2 separate regions of the Sus scrofa genome follow, and region 1 is linked to region 2. Evidence: chromatin contacts called from public Hi-C data. All regions are on one chromosome and are shown on one strand. The core of a region is the stretch at or near the end of the contact, and the rest is flanking DNA. Distances in the headings are between cores, read along the strand shown.

Region 1 (4,072 bases), core at 45-2,544, 280 kb before region 2:
CAGTGTTCCCTTCTAGGAGTTTTATTGTGTCATCATGTCTAATATTTAAGCTTTTAAGTCATTCTGAGTTTATTTTTGTGTATAGTGTGAGGGAGTGTTCTAATGTCATTGATTTACATGCGGCTGTACAGCTTTCTTAGCACTACTTGCTGGAGAGACTGTCTTTTCCCCATTGTGTATTCTTGCCTTCTTTGTCAAAGATTAGTTGACCATAGGTATGTCAACTAATAGGTTTATTTCTGGGTTTCCTATTCTGTTCTGTTGATCCATATGTCTGTTTTTGTGCCAATACCATGCTGGTTTTTTTTGTTTGTTTGTTTATTTTTAGGGCTGTACCTGTAGTATATGGAGGTTCCTAGGCTAAGGATCGAATCGGAGCTGTAGCTGCTGGCCTGCACCACAGCCACAGCAATGCCAGATCCAAGCTGGTGTCTGTGACCTACACCACAGCTCATGGCAATGCTGGATCCTTTAACCCACTGAGCGAGGCCAGGTATTGAACCTGTGTCCTCACGGATGCTAGTCAGATTCGTTTTCACTGAGCCACAATTGGAACTCCACATGCTGTTTTTACTATTGTAGCTTTGTAGTACTGCTTGAAGTCTCCAGCTTTGTAAATATTTTAGGCTTTGCAGGCCACATATGGCCTCTATCCCTTCTTTTCCTCTTCCCCTTCCTTCTTTGCAACCCTTAAAAAATGCAAAAACCTTTCCTAACTTGAAAGCTCTATTGAAAGAGGTTACAAGCCACATATGGTCCTCAGACTATAATTTGTGGACTCCTCTGCTAGGTATTAAGTTCCATGAGGCAAGAACAAATCTGTCTCATTAGCCTGATGGTCTAGTGCTCACCTGGCACATGATGGGTCCTCTATTAGTACTTGTTGAATGAAGGAATAAATGAATAAATGGGTCGAAACAAGTCTCTGGCTTTCAAATTTAAGGGATAGAATTCCTGTGTAAGTTCCATAATGAATACGAGAACTCCACAGAAGTGTTCTATTAAGTTGGCTCCTTGCTCTATCTGTGGTTGCCCAAGGGCACAGCTGCTTTCCATGGAGTATTTCTTAGCCTAAGTACCTACCTGCATTTCTACCCCCCTCTTCTTCTAGCTGAGAACAAAGCCTCCATACAGCCTCAGTTCCAGAATAAACTGTACTAGTGGTATGCTGGTGAATGTTTAACAATCAGCTACCCAACAAATAAGCAAACAACCCCTGACTTATAGCATTTGCCAATTTCCATTGTGTCACTACTTCCACTGTGGCTGGTTTCATGCTACAAACATGATATTGCTACACTTGAAGCTGGAAGGGACGTGCACCATCAGTTATCTGTAGCTAAAGTATGCCATTAAACCATACCCCCTGCTCTGCTCACTCTTGCAGTCTCAAGGATCACAGGTCTCCTGGGAGAAAACTTGAAAGAAACCTTAGCCCTCACAATCCCTGCCTCAGGATTGGGCTCTCCTCTGTGTTTTGGTAGTTGGGGACCATTATCTTGCCTTCCCAAACTTCCTGGATTTCAGCCTTTGCCTGCTTTGATCCCCAACCCCTGACTGCTCCTCTGACCCCCTGACTCCCTGGTTCTTACAGAACGCAGATGGCCGTACACTTCCTGATCCACCCTGGCTTCCTGGCTGTCAGATTACTGATGTGCTCTGAGCACAGAGATGCATAGCTACACTACTTCCTGCAGTCTTCTGGTTTCCAGGCTGTGATCTTTGGCCACTTACTTCCAGTTCTCACAGCATACCTCTCTTGACTGCTGAGAGGTCAACTCTCATTCTACCAGTTGGGAACTTAGTTCCCAGCTCAATTCTTCTTGCTCTGGGCTGGCTTCTGTCTAATTAGTACCACCTGACTCTAAACTTGCACATAATTTTCACCTTCATTGATTCACATAAAAAATAATTACTGGCTACTTTCTGTGTACCAGGATCTGTCTAGGCACTGGGGATACCTCAGTGAACAAAACTGGTAAGATTCTCTGCCCTTGGAGAACTTATATTAAAGTGTGAGTAACTCATACCAAATAATAGACATAATAAATAAGTGATATCTTATAAAAGAAGGTGATAAGTAGGATGGAGAAAGTGAGTAGGGAAAGGTTGATGGTACTGTTAGGAGTCACATGGTTAGAATGGCCTCTTTGAGAAGATGACATTTGAACAAAGCCTTAAAAGACGTTCCATGTGTTCCAGACTCTCATACACAACATCTACCCACCATCATACCTGGTCATATAGATATGTAGCTCTCCTAAGCCTGAGAACTTCCAGGGCTTTGTTTCTCACAGAGGGACTATTTCCAGTAAGAGAGAGGCAGAAGGTGTTGTAATTATATGCTTGGGCTTTGCTGTAGAAAACATGGCTTTGAAGCCTTGCTCTGTGGCCAATTAGGGCAGTTATTGAAGCTTGCCTAATCTACTAGTCAGTGGGTTTCTTGAGGGCAGGGACTGGATCTGTTTTGTTCTCCCTGGAGTCCCCATGTCTAGTAGTATCTGGCCTCTATTACTACTTATTAACTAATGAGTTCAAAGTTAAGTCTCTGCTTTTGCTTATTAGCCCTATTGTCCTGGGAGAATTCCCTTTCTTAGATTTCAGTTCCTCATATATAAAATGGGGATGTTAAAAATGATAATACCAGTATCCACCTCTTAGGGTTGCTCTGAGAGTTAAATTGTAATAATTTATGATGCCTGTAGAGCAGTTGGCACAGTGCCTAGTACACTGCAGATGCTTACCAAATAAATGTTGGGGGTGGTCAGTGTTGTTAGAGTCAGCATACAGAGTTAATGTTCTCTAACTTCAGATGTTATTATGGAAAGACTCCTTGCTTCCCCAATAATGTGGTCCCATCAACCAAGCTCTCACAGTGCCTCTGAGGGAGTATGAAAGGTGTGAATGGGGCGGATGGTGGGTAGGGGCTGCCTAGGAGCCTTGGGGCAGAGGAGAGAGCCCAGATGGCAGAAATGAGGGGATCCCTGGAGCACTGTGGCCAGGGCAGAGTTTGTGGTATAAATAGGTATGTATTCAGCCATAAGTGGGCAGTGGAGCTGCAGTGTCCAGATAATAACACAGAACAAGGAGATTAATGGAACATTAGCTGAAACTAAGAGAGTAATTTTTTTTTAAGGCATAGGCATCACTGGTGGGGTCTGGAAACACAGCCTAGACCAAGCGTCCTGTGCCAGGGTCTTTCTCCCTCTTAAAGTATCTTCTCAGCCCGGATTCCCTGGCATTCTCAGCAGCCCCCAGTATCTGCTGAACTGACTCTGTTGTCTCTTTGATTGCTCCCATCTGGTCTCTTAGGTTTGTCTCTCATGAAGCCATCAGTCTGGATGAGGACCCCTGCTGTCTCGATGGGCACAGCCAGGGGCACTGCTTGCTAACTCATTAGGAGTGTAACCACCACTACAGTCGTTCACAGTGAGTATAGACAGTTGTTAAGTACTGTTTCCTAGAAGGCAGCATCCTGACCACACGGGCCCAGGCGGTAGAGGCTTCTCTTCTACTATGCTCCTGACTGGAAGCAGATATTTTATGGAAGTCTGTTGCCATCCACATAGTCGGTAACATTTGTTTAGGAGCTGCTGCACGTCTGTCCCTGTGATGAGGGAGACAGCATTTCAGTGCAGAAAAGATAATGATCCTCATCAGAATCTCTGATTACTTCCTGAGGATTGATTCCTAGAAGTGGCTTTAGGGGTAAAAACACTTTAAGGCTCTTGATATATACACTGCTGTATTGCCTTCCAAAAGGACATACCACTTCACATGTCCTTTTCTTACATTTGATTGTGCCAATTTTATTATACATTTGCCTGTAGTGAGTATTATTAAACATTTAAAAATATGTGTAACGGAGAGGCAAAGTGACATTTCTTTGATTAAATTGTTACAGAGTTTTGTGATTTTTGACAAGTACACAGAGTCATGTAACTACTAAGACAATCTGAATACAAATGATTTTCTCTTCCTAATTCCCTTATGCTGCCTCTTTGTAGTAAAATCCTTCACCAACTTTTAGCCCTGGCAACTATTGATCTGTTCTACATCCCTATATTTTTGC
Region 2 (3,863 bases), core at 140-2,639:
TGTATTTCAATCCTGATTCTGCTTGGTACACTCATATCTTTTGACGGGTTACTTCTCTAAACCTCGATCTCCTTATCTATAAAATGGGAATAATAATAATAACTTGACATATTGTTATGAAAATTAAAATGAGTAAGTGCTTAGAATGGGCCTCACACTAGTAATTACCATGTGTTAGGTTTATCATAAAGGAGAGCATAACTAGGATAAAGTTTAGAAAAACTGGCTGGATGAATTAAACTTTGCTAACTTCAAAGAGGATATGCCTAGATGCACTTGACATATGGACTTATTGGAAACTTGATTTTTCTCCAAGTTGATGTTTAATTGCAAACTGTTAGAAAAGATAACCAGAGGTCAGAAAAAAAAAAGTGCTAAACAGAGAAGACTCTTTCCACTCTTGCCTGCATATTTGCATGTGAACTTGCTGGGTAAGGGATGAAATTATTCCACTCTAAATCAAGAAATGTAAAGAAAGAGGTTACAGAGTTTCTTCCCTCTAGACAGTGTGGGGAATGCAAAGAATATGAGTTTGGAGCATACAGACTTAGATTTGAGTTGCGGTTGTGTTACTGGCTCTGTGGCCTTGGGCAAGTTACTTAAGTCTCTGAGCCTCAGTTACCTTGTTTGCTGATTAGCCATAGTGATGCTACTACTTAGGGTTGTAATGATAATTAAATGAGAGGATGCTCATTCAATATTTTCCCATGGAATTAATTTTCTGCATTGAAACTGGAGAACATTAGAAGCGGGGGCATCTTTGAATCAGTTTTTTAGGGCTAAATTTCTTCCTAAATAAATGGAAGAAGCTAAAAGAGTTTACTTAAAAGTATGTACAAGTCATTGTTTTCAGATAAAACAGGTGTTCAGGTGTTTAAGATGGTTTAACAAGGCTTTGGGTTAATTATGCTTTTTGAGGCTAAGGGGGTGGAGTGGTGGTGGCTGCTATTCTCATTCAATAGAGTAGTGCTGTAAAGTGGTTTTATCAGAGTATGAGATCTCAATGGGTCATCCAGTCTGTCTGCAGACTACAAATGAGAAAACTGAGGCCAGAGGGGACCTGACTTCACATAGATGTACTTGTAGTAGAGACAAAATGAAGCTGCAAGTTTTCTGGTTCTTGGTCCAGGCTTGTGCTCTCAGCTTTCCCCTGAGCTGAGCTGAGCTTTCAGGGTTTTCAGGGAAAAGAGGGACCCAGTGTTCTGAGTCACCCTGGCATGTGACCACTGTTCACTCTGTGAAGTTCTCAGCTTGATGCCCCTGCCAGGTGGCCACAGACTCTGGCCTTGTGTTGTCAGCTTTCAGAATTGCCCTGGAGGGAAGAGGTTTCGATTGCAGTCTCGGCCTGCAACCTGCCAAGAATGCCTTGGAGGAGCTGAGCCCAGACCTGTACACATCCGAGTGCAGGCTGATCTGGGAGACTGGCTGGACTCCCAGGGCCTTGCCCATGGCCTTCTTTCTAACCCTTGCCCTTCTGCAATTTCTCTTCCCCCCCACCCCTGATTATAGATTATCCTGCCAGCTGTGTTTGTCTGCATTGCCCTAGTGTTCAGCTTGATTGTGCCACCCTTTGGCAAGTACCCCAGCCTGGAACTTCAGCCCTGGATGTACAACGAACAGTACACATTTGTCAGGTGTGTGTTGGCCTTCCCTGCCAAGGTGGGAGGAGAGCTCAGGAAGGGTGTTTACTATGCTGAAGGCCAAGGGGAAGGGGCCTGGATTTATCAGCTGTGGCTACAGCCCTCATATGAACTCATATAAGATGCAAAGGATAGCCGTGAACAAAACTGAACTAATGGGCCAGCCCTCTTGCTGCATCTGAACTCTTTCTTCTTTATATGTTGTTGTCAGGAACATAGGTGTTTTATGTAAATAATCTGCCCTTGCAAAATCTATAATTGAGCTATAATATATTTGGGTTTACATAACTGCGTCTTTATTAACATGGGGCTTCCACACACTGTCAAAGCATCACACCTCCAGGTTCTTGTTTTCTGCATGGTGCAATCCATGTATTTATTATTTAGTCTTTTTTAAGTTATAGATAATGGCTAGTGTTTCTTTTTTTCTTTTTTTTTTTAGATGTAAACTTTTATTTTTTTCTTTCTTTTTTTATTACTCAATGAATTTATTACATTTGTAGTTGTACAATGATCATCACAATCCAGTTTTATAGGATTTCCATCCCACAACCTCAGTGCATTCCCCACCCCCTACCCCTGCCAACTGTCAACTTTGGAAACCATAAGTTTTTCAAAGTCTGTGAGTCAGTATTCTGCAAAGAAGTTCATAAAAGTTATCACGCTAAGTGAAGTCAGTCAGACAATGAGACACCAACATCAAATGCTATCACTTACATGTGGAAGCTAGTGTTTTTCTTTAGATGAGGAAAATACCAGCTACTGCATAACAATCCAAGGCTACAAACACATGGGACTGCAGGAATTTTCCTCAGTCCCATGGTATTCACAGACCTTTCAATGGGAGACATGTGCCAATGATGTCAAAGGGAAGCTCTAAAAAAAGGAAAAAAGTAAACATATGAATAGTCTCTTTTTCTCAAATTCCATGCTTCCTTCCTATTTAGTGCAGGTTTACGTTCTTCTTTCCTTTCCCAACCTTGTGTTGCCCAGGATTATGGAACACAGGCTTATGTTTTCCAGTTGTCTGTGTAAACATTTGGCCAATAAAATCTGCCCTTTCCTAGAAAATCCTGGTTGTTTCTGCCTAATGGATAATTGTGAAAGCACTTTTGAAATACTGATCTTCAGGGAATCCAAGTACTTCACACTAAAATATATATATATATATTTGTAGAGAGTTCCCATTGTGGCTCAGCAGTAACAAACCCGACTAGTATCCATGAGGATACAGGTTTGATTCCTGGCCTCTTTCACCAGATTAAGGATCTGGTGTTGCTGTGAGCTGTGGTGTAGGTTGCAGATGCTGTGGCTTTGGCGAAGGCGGCAGCCGTAGCTCTGATTCCACCCCTAGCCTGGGAACTTCCATAAGCCACATGTGCAGCCCTAAATAATTAAAAAAATAAAAAGTTAAAAAATATATACATAAATGTGTATATGTGGGTGGGTGTGTACACGTGTGTGCACCCGCTTCTGTATGTATAACTTATTTACACAAGCTCCATTTTGGGGTGCTGTATGTTGCCTTGATGCTAAATACACTCAGGCCAGAGGCTGAGTTCCTTGTAGGTGGTTCTGTGTTTTATTCATTTCCGTCTTAAGAGCTTGGCATACAGGAAGTACTTAATAAAATGTTTAATTTTCTTTTTTAAATAAACCTTTCCTCCCCCTAATTCATGGTTTTAATGAATTGCTGTGCTGGCTGCCTCTCATGTGCCCACAGTAATGATGCACCTGAGGACGTGGGCACCCAGGAACTCTTGAATGCCCTCACCAGAAAGCCTGGCTTCGGGACCCGGTGTATGGAAGGGAACCCAATCCCGTGAGTGCCACTTGAGCTGGGAGCCCCTCTGGGGCTGGCTTCCTCTGCTTGTCACCTTGTGTGATCTCTGCACTGCATTTGTCACTTGTTTGCCACGTTATGACTGCTATCAGTTGCCCTTTGAGTCATTTTGTATTTTAAAAAAGTTAATGTGATGATCTAATCAGACCATCTAGGAACATGATAGACTAGGAGAGTCTTCTGCATCCTGCCAGGCAAATCACTATAGCTGTTTTCTTACTGCTTTAGAAATTAATATTTAAATAGCACTTTGTATTTACTGACCCCTTCCCCCGCATGCCTATACTTAAGTGCAGAGATGGGCTCCCATTATGTATAATTTTCAGTTCTGCTTATCAGCTTCTTCACCCTAACACCCTGAAAAGACGACATAGTTTTTA

What was found. A called contact is a pair of places that touch in the nucleus more often than the background predicts.
Region 1: a contact with region 2 is called in a Hi-C map of liver, with 4 times the contacts expected there. The contact joins two enhancer-like sites. A contact is called at or near these places in 2 of 47 Hi-C or Micro-C datasets (adipocytes and liver) and 1 of 2 datasets of contacts at active chromatin or transcription factors (alveolar macrophages).

Annotation. Positions count from the first base shown.
Region 1 is chr1:246,451,318-246,455,389 of Sscrofa11.1, reverse strand. No RefSeq gene overlaps it. Among named protein-coding and RNA genes, the nearest start is that of SLC44A1, 95 kb to the left of the region's middle. Within about 2 kb of position 1,294, at least 13 of the 83 cell types and tissues checked have an H3K27ac peak or open chromatin away from gene starts, as enhancers often do. A contact at or near this core is called in liver, where this site is marked.
Region 2 is chr1:246,172,622-246,176,484 of Sscrofa11.1, reverse strand. ABCA1 (ATP-binding cassette, sub-family A (ABC1), member 1) reads left to right here. Exons shown (of 51, transcript NM_001317080.1): 30 at 1,510-1,634; 31 at 3,364-3,462. Among named protein-coding and RNA genes, the nearest start is that of ABCA1, 100 kb to the left of the region's middle. Within about 2 kb of position 1,389, at least 8 of the 83 cell types and tissues checked have an H3K27ac peak or open chromatin away from gene starts, as enhancers often do. A contact at or near this core is called in liver, where this site is marked.